2 separate regions of the Gossypium hirsutum genome follow, and region 1 is linked to region 2. Evidence: chromatin contacts called from public Hi-C data. All regions are on one chromosome and are shown on one strand. Each heading gives the region's core, a stretch centred on a gene start, on an enhancer-like site or on the middle of the called end of the contact. The rest is flanking DNA. Distances are from core to core; before and after follow the strand shown. Region 1 has its middle 27 kb from the start of LOC121212878. Region 2 holds the start of LOC121212316 (protein Ycf2-like).

The links. Hi-C and Micro-C count contacts between places; a contact is called where the count stands out from the background.
Region 1: a contact with region 2 is called in a Hi-C map of seedling, with 2.6 times the contacts expected there. The contact joins the enhancer-like site here to the promoter of LOC121212316 in region 2. A contact is called at or near these places in 6 of 34 Hi-C or Micro-C datasets (callus, hypocotyl, leaf and 1 more).

What each region holds. Positions count from the first base shown.
Region 1 is chrA13:78,511,142-78,513,841 of Gossypium_hirsutum_v2.1, reverse strand. It overlaps the pseudogene LOC107893610. Among protein-coding and RNA genes, the nearest start is that of LOC121212878, 27 kb to the right of the region's middle. Within about 2 kb of position 1,336, at least 5 of the 9 cell types and tissues checked have an H3K27ac peak or open chromatin away from gene starts, as enhancers often do.
Region 2 is chrA13:78,012,880-78,015,842 of Gossypium_hirsutum_v2.1, reverse strand. It overlaps LOC121212316 (protein Ycf2-like), which reads right to left and starts at 1,522. Exons shown (of 1, transcript XM_041084779.1): 1 at 1,079-1,522. The coding sequence starts at 1,522. The coding sequence ends at 1,079.

The sequences.
Region 1 (2,700 bases), core at 87-2,586, 500 kb before region 2:
CTCTAAAGGCAGTGCTTGACGAGAATCTGTTCGTGCCACAATAACAATATCGGAACCACTCTCTTTGCGAGCGTCAACTGCTGCTTTAATTCTTATAACAGTTTCCTCTCCGGACACCACCTTCCGGCCTTGTGTATGACCACAAGCTTTTGGGGACACCTAACAGTGAAGTTTGATAAAAACCCGAGCCCCCAAAATACGAGCAAAACCAAATAAGCAATTCAAAGACTAAAAAAAAACTGCTTAGAATACCATAACATTGTTTATGGCAGTACAGTGTTTGTGTAATGTCAATACAGCAATAAAAATATTTCAAAAGATGACATTTTTTTTTCAGAACATAAACCTGGTCTTCGAGAATGATCCCGGCAAAGCCTGCTCTTATATATCATTTAACAGGTCTCTTCACATTCATTGCATTTCCTTATCCATTGTCACCATCTCCGATGACAGGAATCGATACAGCCCGAGTAATTTGTTGCCCCTGATCCACCATTTCTCCATAAGAAATAAATCCCGTCTCCGGTAATCCCAGGCGAGCGGCAGAAATGGAAAATCCTAATGATGGCAACAAAGGATGTTAATACGCATACCATCTCAAAACAATTCAGCAATGGGATAGCGAAAATCGTTTGACTCATACATTTCAGATTTTGATACTGGAAATGCATCAAACTTATGTAAGGGATAAATTCAAATAATCAAAATAATAGTGTTGTAAAATGAAAAAGCAACATGTAGGAAGAACAGAAAGACCAAAACTGTAGTAATCACAAACTTTTGACAGTAAAAAACCTTACGAATTCATATATGGTCCTCAAACTAAGTCCAATGAAACTAATATCTGGATTCATAAGTAAAACAAAATGCCTTGGATGAAGAAACAATCAACATCAATGAAATGGCTCAGTTAATACTAAATACTGACAAATTCACAGAAGATTGCATTTATCACTTAGAAAATTGTAATGGAACAACAAGAACAGATTAACCGGGGGGGGGGGAATCCAATTTTAAAGAACCCTTCGACCATAGAAACTCAAAACAAAGAACAAGTCTTGGGATTATCAACTCAAAGCAAAACTTGCATGAACCATCAAAATTAGAAGAAACGCAAATCACAAACAAACAGAAAAATTGAAGCTTTTAGATCCAACAAGTCCAACTGAAGAAAACCCACATCTTGAAATTCCTAAATCAATGAAAAAGAAATGGAAAAGAAAGCGAAGGAAAGAGAAGGTACCACTGGCGAAACAATACTGAAAGCCAGCTCTTTCAACAAGCTTAGCACTGAGACCATCAAAACAAGCAAGGCCTTGGTGAGCACCAGGCGATCCCAGAATCTGTCTAAGTGTCTTTGCAGGTGTATTCCCCTCACCTAAACAACCAATGATGGCTTGGAATCGCTTAGGAGTGGTAAACAAAGTGTGGGTATTGATGGGAGATAGAAAGGAACCATTTTTTAAATTAGAAACAAGGAAATAGTGAGATTGTGAGAAAGGGTGGTTGAAAACAGAGAGAGCTTGATCTCTGGTAGCCACTAATGATTGGTTCATGCTTTGAAGGTTGAAGTTCATCACCACCTTCGGCCATCATCTACCGCCAGCTGCCAATCTAAGATGTTCTCAAATTAAGCCAGAAACCACCAATCGAGGATGTTCTGAAAACCCTTCTTCCGCCGCTCTTCACCTCTTGATTTCTAAGCATGTTTTTTCTCCTCCATCTTTTCATTGCTTCCACCAAGTTTCAAGCATCAATTCCTCTTGTAACAACAAAAACCTAAAACCCGGAATCAATCATTCAACGTTTTGAGCTTTCAATCATCTGTTTCATCGTAGAATTTTGAACCGTGCCGTAATGATATAACCATTACATTGAACCAAACAAACTGTTAAATCTTAAACTAAACTTGTTAAAAACAATTTTCCATTGCACTTCTGAAAGTATAGAATAAGATTCATTGATCCTTCTCCAAACAGAAGGTAAAAAATACCATTACTTCCGTTTATCTAAATCTGTTTTTGATCAATCTAAATTCATTCAGGGTGGAAATCCCTATTGGTTCTTCTAATTGGTTATCATTGCTTGTAGCCTTCATTCTTTGTTTGTTTTTTTGTTAGTAAAGTTATCGAAATTAAGATACCGTTCTTTTAAAAGAATTTTACAAAGCTAGCAATAAAAAGCAAAAAGAAAAAGAAAAGGACTTTATGCTTTTATTTTTGATTTCTAGGTAATTTTGGCAATGCATCTTTGTGCTTTGAATGTTTCCTGTTGTCAGTTGGTAGAAATTTTCTCTATTTGGTCTTGTAAAAGATGGCAAAATAATGAAAGCTTGAGAAATCAGGACCAACCCTAAAGAAAAAGAGTTTTAAACTTTTTCAAAGAAGAACAAAAACAAAATTCCTTTCATCTTGGCAATGTTGGAATATATTCTCATGAGTAATTCATGCTTGGCAAATTTGTTTACTAGAGGAGAGGAAGGAGAAGGAAGAGAAAAGAAATATATTTTTGTTATGTGTCCAAAAGAATTTTTTAATGGAGCAAGCGGTTGGTCAAAAAAGTGTAATGGAATCATGATTGAAATACAACTTTTAATAAGAAAAAAGTTTTTTTTTTATTTAAACCTAAAATTAAGCTAGATTATCACATGAGAGAAAATTTTATTTATAAAAAAATTGTTTATTGAATGTAATATAGGTG
Region 2 (2,963 bases), core at 273-2,772:
AAGAAAGCTAAAAGAAATAGACCCCATAGTCTATATATGAACAAGGTATGATATTGCATCTGATTGAATAGAAAGTAATTTACTTGATGGTATGCTATTGCATCTTTATACGAGTGATCAATTCCTTTTTGCACTCCCGGTCCGTGGAAGACGAAAAAGCTCGATCTTTTGTCTAGAAAGGTAGCTAAAGGTGATCAATTTCTTTTGAATTATATATGAACATGTTGTTGGACACTTGTCCTAATCAAGGATGATTTTGTTGCAGGGTTCTCTGGCTATGTATACATATATCAATGCAATTATGGAAAAGTTATTTTGAAATCATTTTCAGATTTAGATACCTAAATTCAGTCAAGTCGAGTGAGAGAATGCCTGCAGCTCTAGAGACAGACGTGCTTAAGTTTAAAAAAAAAAATGAATGCCTCTAAAATCATGGCAAGACGTACGTGTTCTCTTATAATGGTGCAAAACATGTGTCAAGATGTGGTCCATGTCTGAAAGTTTGATAATGAAGAAAAGAAAATCTATAATCTTGTTTGCTCCAGAGATCTACTAAGCTTACATTGTCTGACCCATAAATATGTATCCGGCCCTAATCAACTTATTTCTTTCTACTTAAAATTAAGATTCTATTAAACTTTTACTCTCTTTTTTCTTATAGTGTTTGAAAGGGAAAATTATTCTATTAAAGGTATTTTGTGTTTTTTCCTGTATTTGTAATCATTTTTAAAGTAATATATTTATATACGTATTGTGTTCCCTTTTATATTATGTTTTTATCATATCATGTTTAAAGGAATTCCTTGAGATCGAACACAAACTTTCATTCCTCGCAACTTAATGCCCTTATCACTAAACTAAGAGGTTATTGGCGTATTAAATGTAATTTATTATTTAGTAAAATTAATCTTGGTTTTTTTAATTATTTATCTCTTAAATTTAATCTTATTAATATTTTATTTTATTTTGTATATTTTTCATAAAAATAAATATAATAATTTGGATATTTCACTTTTTAACAACAACAAAAGAAGAGGAAGAGATGCTTTATTTTTAAAATAAAATCAATCTTAACAAATCAATATTGAAAGCCCCAAGGGCGCCATATCTTAGGAGCCCAAACTATGTGATTGAATAAATCCTCATCTATCTTTTGCGGGTCGAGTACTCCTTCTCCTTCCCCTTCTTCAAACTCTGATTCGTATTTTTCATAGAGATTTCTCTGGTCAGCAATAGAACAAGATCCATTTTGCATCATATATAAGGGATTCCCCGGCTTGGACCGAAGAAGCAATGTCACTCGATCATTATCAAAGTAACCGCAATCTTTTTCTGTCCGTGAGGATCCCACCAGAGCACCTTCTACTTCTAATAGGCCATGAACTAGATCAGAATCATTCTCAACGAACCCATAAGAAGTAATCCCATTTTTTTCATCGGGTCCGAGTAGAGACCAAAAGTCTTGAGAGATCGATCCGGTAGAACAACTCAAAAGATAAAGAAGTATCGTTAATTTCTTCATGCTCGTTCCAAGCTCGAAGTACCATTTGTACAAATAAGAATCCCCTTCGTTACATGATTTCTTATTATCAAAAACATTTAAAATTTTTCATTTTCAATAAAATGAAAATCTTTGATGGTTTATCAAACACAATCTTATTTTTCAGTTTATCAAACAGCACCAAAGCTTTTTCTGAAATAAATATATTTGATTATTTGTTACTAATTTCTAATGTCATATGTGTTGCACATGATTTTACATGTTTTATTTTAAAAAAAATTTAGGGTGTATTTGACATTCAATATGTTTGATAATCATTTTAACGTTTTACTTAATATAAAATTCTCAACAAAAAATTTCGTGAATAAGATAAGTAGATAAAATTCTCAACGTTTTAGTTCATGGTGAAAATATTATGCTAATTTTTTAATTGAAATAAATTACTTTTCAAAATAAAATAAAGTTTTCAAATTATTATATTTAAATTTTATCCAAATAATATAAAATATTATATTCATAAGATTAAAATTAATAAATAAATACGTTTTAAAAAATAATAAATATTTTTATCAAACAACATATTATAGTCAACACTTACTTTTTATTAATTTACCAACTAATTTTAAACTTTTAAAAATAATTTTTATAATCTTTTTGAATTTTTAAATTTTTAAAAAATAATTAAATGTTGATGTGTTATACACGGTCACATCAACAAAGTAAAAAAATAATGTTAACTTTTCTTCTATTTTGAGGTAATTTGATAAAAAAATATATTTAAGGCCTAAAAAAGATGCAACATTAAAGGAAGTACTAAAATGACTTATATAAAATTGGGAGGCCAAATAAATTAAAAAGTTAATAAATTGAAGGAAATAGTTTGCAATTAATATAAAAATAAGAATTATGTATATATAAGATACTGGATTATGAAATATATTATTTATATAAAAAATTATATATGGGGTTATTATATAAAAAATTAAATATAATATTTATATTAAATTAATAAAATTTTCTTCTTTCTTTTTTGAGTTAATCAAATTTAATATTTTTAAAGATAAAGCAATGTACTAACAAATGTTGGGTGTTGTTGCAAGACAAATTGTACTCTCAAAGGAGAATCCATAGTTGAATTTTGGCGACAACATTGTTGAGAGACGTAACCATAAATCTTGACATGGATCATAAAACGAACATGAAAAATATCGAAGAAATAAAAAAAATACAAATTTTTAATTTTTTTTATTTACTATCATATATAACAAAGCTTTGGGTAAGATTAGAATTCTTATTTATAGATATGATAAATCTTGTAAATAAATAAAAAAAATGAAATGGAAAAATTAGTAATACTATGTAGTTTGTTTTTTTTTCTCCAAACTTGTATTTTTTTATATAATAATATTTATTATCGTACAAGAGTTTATGTGATTATTCTTTATTCATTAAATACTATATT